2 separate regions of the Bos taurus genome follow, and region 2 is linked to region 1. A link is a contact called in public Hi-C data. All regions are on one chromosome and are shown on one strand. Each heading gives the region's core, a stretch centred on a gene start, on an enhancer-like site or on the middle of the called end of the contact. The rest is flanking DNA. Distances are from core to core; before and after follow the strand shown.

Region 1 (5,078 bases), core at 722-3,221:
GCTACCTCGTAGGGTTGTTTTAAGGACTAAGTGAGATAATAATGCATGCAAAGCACTTGAACAATTCCTAGGACATGATAAATGCCCAGTAAATATCAGCTGCTATAATGATGATGATGGTCTGCTAAAGTGAGTTCACTGCTTCCAACCCCTCCATTTTCCAAAGTTTTCATCATATTTGCTCTCTAATACATTTTATGCTACAGAGATGTTTCTGCCAGGAAAGGAACTATTCTCCTCAGAGCAGACTGACTCCCAGCGAAGAGATCTCCAGCAATGAAATTCCAAAAATGTTCTGGAGGACCCTTCCCTCCTGGAAGTGAGCCCGACACAGAATCATTAGAGTGGTCCCTGTGCCCTCTGGCTGCCTGGGTAATTTAGTGCATTTATTGCTAGCTCTATTTCTCGGTGATTTGCTACGTGGGATGACAATGCTCCCCTCCTAGCACCAGGCTATTTCCTGTGCTCTGTGATGTGGCGATTTGGAGCTGTGGGAGACATCCCACGTAGCTGGTTGGCCAACTTCAGATATCCACCCTGGTCCAGATGGGTCACTAGGCTCAAAAAACATCCTGTCCACACCCTAATTATATCAAACCTGTGCCTCTCATCAATGCCTTAGGGCATACATTTGATTTTTTAAAAATAATCATTTGAAAAATGAAGCTACTTAGCAGCAGCAGCAACAATATATAAAAGAATATGCCATGAAAAGGAAGCCTCTTCTGCTCCCTGCCCTTCAGCCTCTCAGCCTTTCAGTTTTTCTCCTCCAAAATCATCATGACTGTTTCCTGTACACCCTTCCAGAGACAGGTTGCTCATACAAGAACATATATTTATTCCTCCTTCTATGACGCCCACGCATACTCTAGCACAAATGATACCATACAAGGAGTTGCCATCTTGTTTTCTTTTTTGAATACCATAACATTTATTAAGGAAATTAAATTCTTTTTTCAAAAGGCAAAAAAAAAAATCTTCCCAGAAATACAACTACAGGTCTGAATGGCCTCTCTGAGGAATCCTTGCAAATATTTAAGTGATACACTAATCATCACATCTTGTTTTCTTTTTAAAAATTAGCTATCACGGTAGTATTCATATTAGTTCATGGAACTCCATCTCTTTTTAATGGCTGCAATGTATTCCATCTAACAGGTATCCAAAGATTTATCCAGCCAGTTCACGACTGATTGATATTTAGGCTGTTTCCAGTATTTTCCTTTAACAAGCAGGCTACAATGAATGCCTTCCTAGAAGGAAATGAGAATTCAACTTCCTTCTGTTGAGGTGTGGCTTCCTCCTCTTCCCTTAGCACTTTGCTTATACAGTTGCCTATGGAGAAGGCAGTGGCAACCCACTCCAGTGTTCTTGCCTGGAGAATCCCAGCGGCGGGGGAGCCTGGTGGGCTGCCCTCTATGGGGTCACACAGAGTCGGACACGACTGAAGCGACTTAGCAGCAGCAGCATACAGACAGGACACGTTCATTACTTTGTCCTGTGTCCTGTACTGACTGTTAGGACACCCTGAATGTCTTGTATACAGCTTTTTTCAATAAATTACCAAAATACGTCACAGCTATTTTTCCTCCACAGTAATTGGTGCTTGAATCACTTAAATGGCAACACCAGCTGAAAAACGTATCTCCACAAATAAAGATTCAGGCAACCTCTTATGATCTCCTGCAGGTTTAGCGGAAGGAAATAAAACGGGTCACTGAGAATTAAATGTATTTATTTGCACATTCAGGAAAGGAAAACACTGTTCTTTGGCCATAGTCCCATGCCGTGAACAGTAACCACCGTTAATAAGAAACAACTGATTTTTTTCCCCTGAAAACCAGCCAATCAGCGACACCCTCACTTCAGTAACTATGCTTCTGCACGTGAGCAAATCCAGGCCGGCCCAAGCCTCCAAAAGCCAGCCAATCAGTGACAGTGTCCATGCTCCTAGACGACAGCCAATCAGCAAGCGTCTCACTCCCAGGACCTTTCTGGAAAACCAGCCAGCCAAAGGCAGCCTTGCTCCACGGATACATTAACACAGCTGAAAAGTCCTTACCTCCTGAAATCCTTTCTCTTCTGAAAATCCACTAGACCCCGCTCCCGGGCTTGGGCTTCCCAAATCAGCTCCGGCTTTGCTGGGGGGACTTTGCCTTAAAAGTGCAGTTCCCACTTTTAGGCAAACAGGAAGTTCACCTTAAAAAAACAAACCAGACGTTAAATCCAATGTATGTTAGTTTGCAGTTTTGCAGCCCTTTTAACGGTTGGACCCAGCTGTTTATAGTGAGAGTTTGAACCTGTGAATGACGGATGTACTCTCTCACAGCTGTGAGATTATCAATCTCTGATTCTTGCAGTGGTTTTTATTACTTTTTTCAACCTTCCAGAAATATTTTTTTTTTTCTTGAGGTGTAAGAGACATATAACATTAGTTTCAGGTGAGCAACATAATATTTTCTATTTATAAATATTGCAAAATGATCACAAGTCTAGTCAACAACTGTCAACATATAGTTAGAAAATTTTCTTTGTGATGAGGACTTTTCAGATTTACTCTTAGCAACTTTCAAATATGCGATAAAGTTTAAAGGCATCAGGCTTTACCTTACATCTCCATGACTTATTTACTTTATTGCTAGAAACTTGTACTTTTTGGCCCTTTTCACCCATTTCTCTTAATCCTTACTCCTTCACCTGTGGCAACCACCAATCTGTGCTCTGTGTCTGTGAGCCTGGTTTTTTGTTGTTTTAAATATGTGTCGTGGGCTATTTTGTCTTTGTTTTATTTCAGTTAGCATAATGCCCTCAAGGCCCATCCATTTTGTTGCCAATGGCAAGATTTCATTCTTTTTATGACTGAATAGTGTTCCATTGTGTAATCTATGCTGCATCATCTTTATTCATCCATTGATGGACACACAGGTTGTTTCTATATCTTGCCTATTGTAAGTAATGCTGCAGTGAACACAGGGTTGCATACATCTGTTCAAATTAGTGTTTTCATTTTCTTCAAATAAATACCTTGGAGTAGAATTGTGGGATCATATGGCAGTTCTGTTTTTTATTTTTTGAGGAACTTCCATACTGATTTCCATAATCGTTGCACCAATTTACATTACCACAAACAGTGCATGAGGATTCCCTTTTCTCCACATTCTCAGTAACATTTGTTGTTTCCCACAATAATAGTCATTCTGACAAGTGTGAGATGATACCTCATTGTGGTTTTGATTTGCATTTCCTGTTGATTTAGTGGTATTGAGTATCTTTTCATGTACCTATTGGCGATCTGTATACCTTATTTATAAAAAATCTATTCAGATCCTCTACCCATTTTTAAAAGGGGATTGTTTAGGCTTTTTTGCTATTTAGTTGTATGAGTTCCTTATATATTTTGAATATTAACACATCATCAGATATCTATTTTTGTGTATATGGTGGTGGTGGTGATGGTTTAGTTCCTAAGTCATGTCTGACCATTTGCAACCCCTTGGACTGTAACCTACCAAGCTCCTCTGTCCATGGGATTTCCCAGGAAAGAATACTGGAGTAGTTGCCAGTTTCCTTCTCCAGGGGGCCTTCCCAGCCCGGGGATCAAACTGGCATCTCGATATCTCCTGCACTGGCAGGAAGGTTCTTTACCACTAGCACCACCTGGGAAGCCCTCTTTTATGGCAGAGCCAAAAGCAAAGAATCACAGTGCAGAAATTATTTTTGTTTTGTGCAATATTTTTCTCATGAGAAAAGCTTGTATATAAGGCAATTGCAAGTAGAATTGCCTTCCAGATGAGACTTCAAAAACAGTAGCAATTTTTTGCAGACAGTCTTACTGAGTTGAGTTGGTCACACACACAGACACACACACTAAAACCAAAGGGACACAGGAAATTTTTGGAGGTGATGGATAAATGTATTAATTGTGATGACTGTTCCCCAGGGAATACATATGCCTATACATACTCATCAAACATATACATTAAATATGTAGTTTTTGCATATATATTAAAAAGTTAATAATACAAACCAAAACCACAATGATCTAGAAGTAATCTAAGTGCCTACTGATAGATGAATGGATAAAGAAGTGGTATATATGTATATATAATGGATATTATTCAAACATAAGAAAAGAATGAAATCTTGCCATTGGTGACCATATGGATGGACCTGGAGGGCATTATGCTACTTCAGACTGAGAAAAACAAATACTATATGATTTCAATTATATGTAGAATTGGAATCTAAAAGCAAAAGAAATGAACACACTTAACAAAACAGAGTCATAGACACAAAGAACAAAAGGTGGTTGCCAGAGGGGAGAGAGGTGAAAGAATGAGAGATATAGGTGAGGAAGATTAAGAGGTATAACTTCCAGTTACAAAATAAGAATCATGGATATGAAATGTACAGTGTGAGAAATATAATCAATAATAATGTAATGTCTTTATATGGTGACAGATGGTAACTAGAGTTATTGTGGTGATCATTTTGTAACATACAGAAGTATCAAATCACATTGTTGTGTACCAGGAGCTAACACCGTGTTGTAGATCAATTGTACTTCAAACAAACATGTGCACACTACTATATATAAAACAGAATCAACAGGGACCTACTGTATAGCACATGGAACTCTACTCAATACTCTATAATTACCTATATGGGAAAATAATCTGAAAAAGAATGAATATATGTATATGTATAACTGAACCACTATTCTCTACAACTGAAACTAACACAACATTGTAAATCATACACCTGAAACTAACAGCATTGTAAACCAACTACACTCCAGTATAAAAGAAAGGGAAGGACTTCCCTGGTGGTCCAGTGGTTAAGACCCCATGCTTCTACTGCAGGGGGCATGAGTCCTATCGCAGGTCAGGGAACTGAGATACCCATAAGCTGCACAGCCAAAACATGAATTAATTTAATTTTAAAAACTTTTAAAAATTCAAACTATCTTCCCTCTAACAAAAAATAAATTACATGTGAGTGACAAGCAATTCCAAGATCATTGCTAATTTAGTAAACACATCATTTTTATCATGAAGCTGTGATTCACCAAAATACAT
Region 2 (5,078 bases), core at 646-3,145, 110 kb before region 1:
ATGAAATAACCCAACAGCAAATACAGGCTCACATGGAATCAGCCTTGTGTTGAGCCAATATGTGACTGGGTTTAAAGGGCTGCTCTGTGAGTTCCACTGCAAATGAGCTTAGTGCTCAAGATATTTGAGAATGCTCTCAGCTTGACTTTTCAGCCTTAATCCTCAACACTCCTTTATGTTACAAACTGCTTCTTTTGAGCCAGCTGCATACTTCCCTACCTCTCTTCCTCTTCAACACTGCCTCAGGTGACTCTAAAAGGCTTCCCCACCCAAGTTTTCCGTATTATACTTTCTAGGTTTATCTCAAGGTTTATCTCAACTGTTACAACCTTCACAAATCCTTGCCTATGTCTCAACTAGCCTGGCTCTACCTGTCCTCAACAGTCTTAAGGAACAAAGAATCAGTTCCAAGGAGGCCCATCAGACCTTGTTACTAGAGACCTCTCTCTGGTGTACTCTTTCTCAAGATTCCCTGTCTCCTCCTTTTTGCAGCTGGTGATGCAAGATGGAGCCAGCCTCTGGGGAAACCCATGGGGGAACCAAACAGCCTTGGCAAGGCTTAGTCCTCCTGTTCTAGGCAGGGAAAAGGCCCTTTTCTCCCCTTCCTTTCTTTCCTTGGGTTTGACCCTCCCATCAGAATGGTAACATCAGGATGTGAACCTGAAGAAAATGCCCAGGAAAGTCCCTCATTGATTTTAGGAGATGGAAGCCTTGGTAGGCTTGTCAGTAGCCAAAAGGAGTTCCTCAAGTACTGTGGACTCTCCCAGCTCTGGATTTAGGGGCCCCACCAAACAGAGCTTAGTGATTAGGCCTGAAAGGTTCCTTCTCACTACTTACCTCTGGAACTAGTACAACCCAAACAGTGGCTTCAGGATTCATGATTCAAAGATTAAGGACCCTGAGTCCTAGTCAAATCTCTTCTGCATTGTCCAAACATGAGATAATGTCTCCTCTGGTAGTTTTTATAACTTGCCTTTTAAGATAGTTTTTTCATAGAAACACTCCTTACTAAACTAGAAACTAAAAGGCAAAGACTATGCCTTCCTTACTGTCTCTGTATCCCCTACCACAGGTTGTTAATATTCTACTCTAAATGTGAACAGTAATCTACCCATGCATCACATGATTACACTGGGACTGGAATAAAGTTTTTTTCTTTAATACCTTTAATAAATAAAGAGAACTCTGGTCCTGGGGAGATTTGAGAAATTTTCTGGCATCTTCCGAACTTTTGCATAATTGATAAATCCTCTGAGAAACAGGAGAAAGCCTAATTTAAAAAAGAAAAGTCAAGAATGAGTTTATAATTCGCATATTAAGCCCAGTCCCCAGAAATATCCCTCCTGATACCAAATACTTCATTTTTCTGTTATCAGAAAAGCTATCAAAACATAATTTCCTCTAAAAATTTCAAAGGATTTGATTTTACACCAAGTTTTCTATTTCTCAATGAGAACATACAATCTCAAGAGCCAAAAAAAAGTCTCTTTTGCGCATTCAGAATCTAATTTGTGTAAAAGAAAACAAAAAATAAGATGGGGCCAAACATTTACATCATTTACTTTTGGAAGTCTCACTGAGAAGCATCATCAAAACCTACTCTCCCTACCCACCCCAGGATCTTAGTTCCTCAACCAGGGACCAAGCCTAAGCAGTCAAAGTGCAGAGTCCTAACCAATGGACAGCCAGGAGTGCCAAAACCTTCTGAGCTCCCAAAAAGTATTCCAAGATAATTAACACGAAAAACAGAGAGGTTATAAACAGTGTTTTTCTCAAATAAAAAAATGTCATCCTTTCTTGTTATGGCTTCTTTTTTTTTCTGTCAACAGTACACAATGCTGTCCACTAGATGTCAGGCTGTCCTTACCTTTACAAGAATTCTGTCTCAACTCTAAATTCTATTTCTCTATTCTTAATTTAGGAGTCAGCAGGGAAGATGATGAGCTCCCTCCAGTGGTAGCTCACACACTGCTGGCCCTCCTCCTCCAGAGATGGCCCCTGGTCTTAAGACACATTTTTTTCAAATGGCTTTACAGAGCTATAATTTACATATCACAAAGCTTACCCATTTAATGTGTACAATTCACTGGCTTTTAGTAGTTAAAACTATAATCCAATTTCAGAATTCTTTATCGTCCCTAAAATTATCTGTACCCATTAGGTAGCCACTCCCCATTTCCTACCCTCCTCCCATCTCACCGGCTCTGAGCAATAACTTTCTTTTGGATATATTTTAAAATATACTCAAGCAGTGGAAGATGCTTTGCACTCAGTCAGAAATGATTTCTGGCAGCAACCAAGAGTCATCAGCACTGAGCACAGTGAAAACTACCCTGTTTGGCATCAAAATCATCGACAATACAACCTAACTCCAGTCAAAGGATGGGTGCCATGTGGGAATATAGGTCAGTTTTGCTAGATATTTCAATTTTAAAAAGGTAAAAAAATTCAGATATTTTATGTGAAAGTTCTTGGTTTTTATATGATGTGTGTGTTAAGTGTGTGTGTTAAATCACTCCAGTCTTGCCTAACTCTGCAACCCTATGCACTGCAGCCCATCAGGCTCCTCTGTGCATGGGATTTTCTAGGCAAGAATACTAGAGTGGGTTGCCATGCCCTCCTCCAGGAGATTTTCCTGACCAGGGATCGAACCCACATCTCATGTCTTCTGCATTGACAGGCAGGTTTTTTTTACCACTTGTGCCACCAGGGAAGCCCTTTTATAATGATAACTAAAAAAATAACTTCTGAAAGTAACTATGGAACATACAAGTCACAACTACAGGCTAGATGTAGCTTATGAGCTACCAGCTCATAGACCTGGTCTTTGCAGGAAACCATCCCCCCTTAAAAAAAAAACCAAAAACAGTAACAACAACAACAACAAAAGATTCTCTCTGCAAGGAGTTCCAAAAATGACTCAAACATTGGATCCAAATGTATGAAGTACATCTGAAGTCTCACCATTTTCTGCTTACCACTAAGCAGTAAGACAGCAAGAATGATCAATTACAAAGTACTATAAACTCATCTCCCATGAAACTTTAATATAGGAAGGAAATAAGCCTATTAGATTTTTTTAAATTATCTATGTTGTCAACAATCAACCTAAAATTATGCTTAATGGCTCTTCTTTGGCTTATTCAGGATTTGCTTAGACTTTAGGCTTGGGAGAAGATGAGGAGTCAGACTTTCTCTTAAAGATACAGTCTGGAGAATAAGCAAGTCAAGGAACTACTTCTCTAAAGTGACTCCCCTGTAGGTTGTTTTTTTAAATTATTAAGTTTCTCAGTAATCAAGACAAGAAGTAAAAATCACTATGTCTCTTTCCTTGGAATGCTGTGACTAAGAGTAGAATAAAATGATGCTACTGGGGAGGTAGGGGATGGCATCATGAATGACTTGTATTCTCTAAGTAAAATTTAGAGTCATCAGTGCATGACTCTGTTACCCAAGGCAAAGCAGGTAGGCCCTGAATATATGAAGCAGCTTTTGGTCATGGGCTCTACACTGTGCTAGCCAGACCCATTAGCAACCCTGGGAACCAAAGATCCAAACTGAGGAGATAACAAAAAGACCTGAGACAGAAGAAATGTTAGGATAGGAGAAAATGACGCCACAGAAGCAGAGTGAGACAATTATACCACCCTTAACAGCCACAAGATGCCCCTTCTATTTTCTTGTAGAATGATAGCAATGATGATGGTCTGATATTGTATCATACAAATTTTCTCTACAAAGAATGAGGAAGCCAACAGTATTCACCACACTGCTCATTTCTTTAAGATGTCTTGGAAAAAAGTTACACTAATAAGTACAATCTTAAGACCAACTACCTGAAATGGCCGGTATGTTTAAAAAAAAAAAAAAATCTTATTCTCATCAAGAGCAAACTAAAGAATTCTGGACAGCCAATGGTGGTTCTTCCAGAAGTTATGCAAGACAATATATTTTCTGTTTTCTACTGATATATTCAACTGAAGATAGGCCACATACACTCATGAGTAGTTCAGTAGGTAACAGTATACCTATAAGCAGTTTGGGGTTGAGCTTGTGAACCCTTTGAGGCAATAACTCACAAGGCGGGAAAAAATCTAAGGACTATAAAAAGTCATCTTATTGGTACACCCCTCTGGCTACATGGAAAATGTGACAAGTGTGTATGGATGGGTTAGGAAAAATTTACCACCACTAAGAGACATTCTATAAATATGTATGTTACTCTGATGGTGATAACAGCCTAACCTTTGACATATTTTTAAAATTATACTTATTATCACTAATATATTACTGTATAGTAGTAAGTGAGATGAAGGTTTACTAAAAGTAATTTTACTTCTAAAATTTAACATAATCTTTTCTCTCCTTTGTCTTTTTTAAAAGCACTTACCTAGAACCAGGAACACCCACCAGAGCCAGTACTGACCATCAAAATATCCAGGGAAGTAAGTGGAAAACTGAAAAATAAAGCAAAATACTTTAGAGAACCTCTGCAGATATTATTTCACATTTTAGCTTAAGAGTTTACAAAACACAAGATTTTACCTTGTACACAAATGCTGTTGCTCATTTAGTCTTACAAAAACTTCTAAAAATTTAGTCAAAGTATTTTATATAGTACAGATTTGAAATGATTACAATATTTGCTAATAAACTTCCTTTCGTGGAAAAGCAATCTTGAAATATGGTAGCTTTCAGCTTTACATACACCTTGTTTTGAAAGTGCTCAAACCTGTTTGTTTTTTTAAAAATATTTTTCCTCTTTTAGAAATATGTCTTTTTTAAAAAGAAATTTTATTTATTTTTGGCCTTGCGGGGTCTTCGCTGCTGTGCAGGCTTTCCTCTAGTTGTGAGAGCTGGGGCTGCTCTCCAGTTTCAGCACACGGGCTTCTCACTGTTGCGGCTTCTCTTGTTGCAAAGCACAGGCTCGAGAGCACGCAGGCTTCAGTAGTTGGTGGCCTGTGGGCTCAGTAGTTGAGTCTCCCTGGCTCTAGAGCACACGCTTATTAGTTGTGGCACATGGGCTTAGTTGCTCTGTGGCATGTGGGATCTTCCTGGATCAGGGATCAAACCTGTGT

Evidence for each region. Hi-C and Micro-C count contacts between places; a contact is called where the count stands out from the background.
Region 2: a Hi-C map of an unstated tissue shows a contact between it and region 1, with 4 times the contacts expected there. The contact joins two enhancer-like sites. A contact is called at or near these places in 3 of 11 Hi-C or Micro-C datasets (blastocyst, liver and an unstated tissue).

What each region holds. Positions count from the first base shown.
Region 1 is chr7:53,086,269-53,091,346 of ARS-UCD2.0, reverse strand. It overlaps NDFIP1 (Nedd4 family interacting protein 1), which reads right to left. Exons shown (of 13, transcript XM_059888770.1): 2 at 2,063-5,078. Among named protein-coding and RNA genes, the nearest start is that of GNPDA1, 11 kb to the right of the region's middle. Within about 2 kb of position 1,971, at least 76 of the 102 cell types and tissues checked have an H3K27ac peak or open chromatin away from gene starts, as enhancers often do.
Region 2 is chr7:53,191,883-53,196,960 of ARS-UCD2.0, reverse strand. NDFIP1 (Nedd4 family interacting protein 1) reads right to left here. Exons shown (of 13, transcript XM_059888770.1): 11 at 4,391-4,457; 12 at 1,165-1,270. The coding sequence ends at 1,167. Among named protein-coding and RNA genes, the nearest start is that of GNPDA1, 120 kb to the right of the region's middle. Within about 2 kb of position 1,895, at least 7 of the 102 cell types and tissues checked have an H3K27ac peak or open chromatin away from gene starts, as enhancers often do.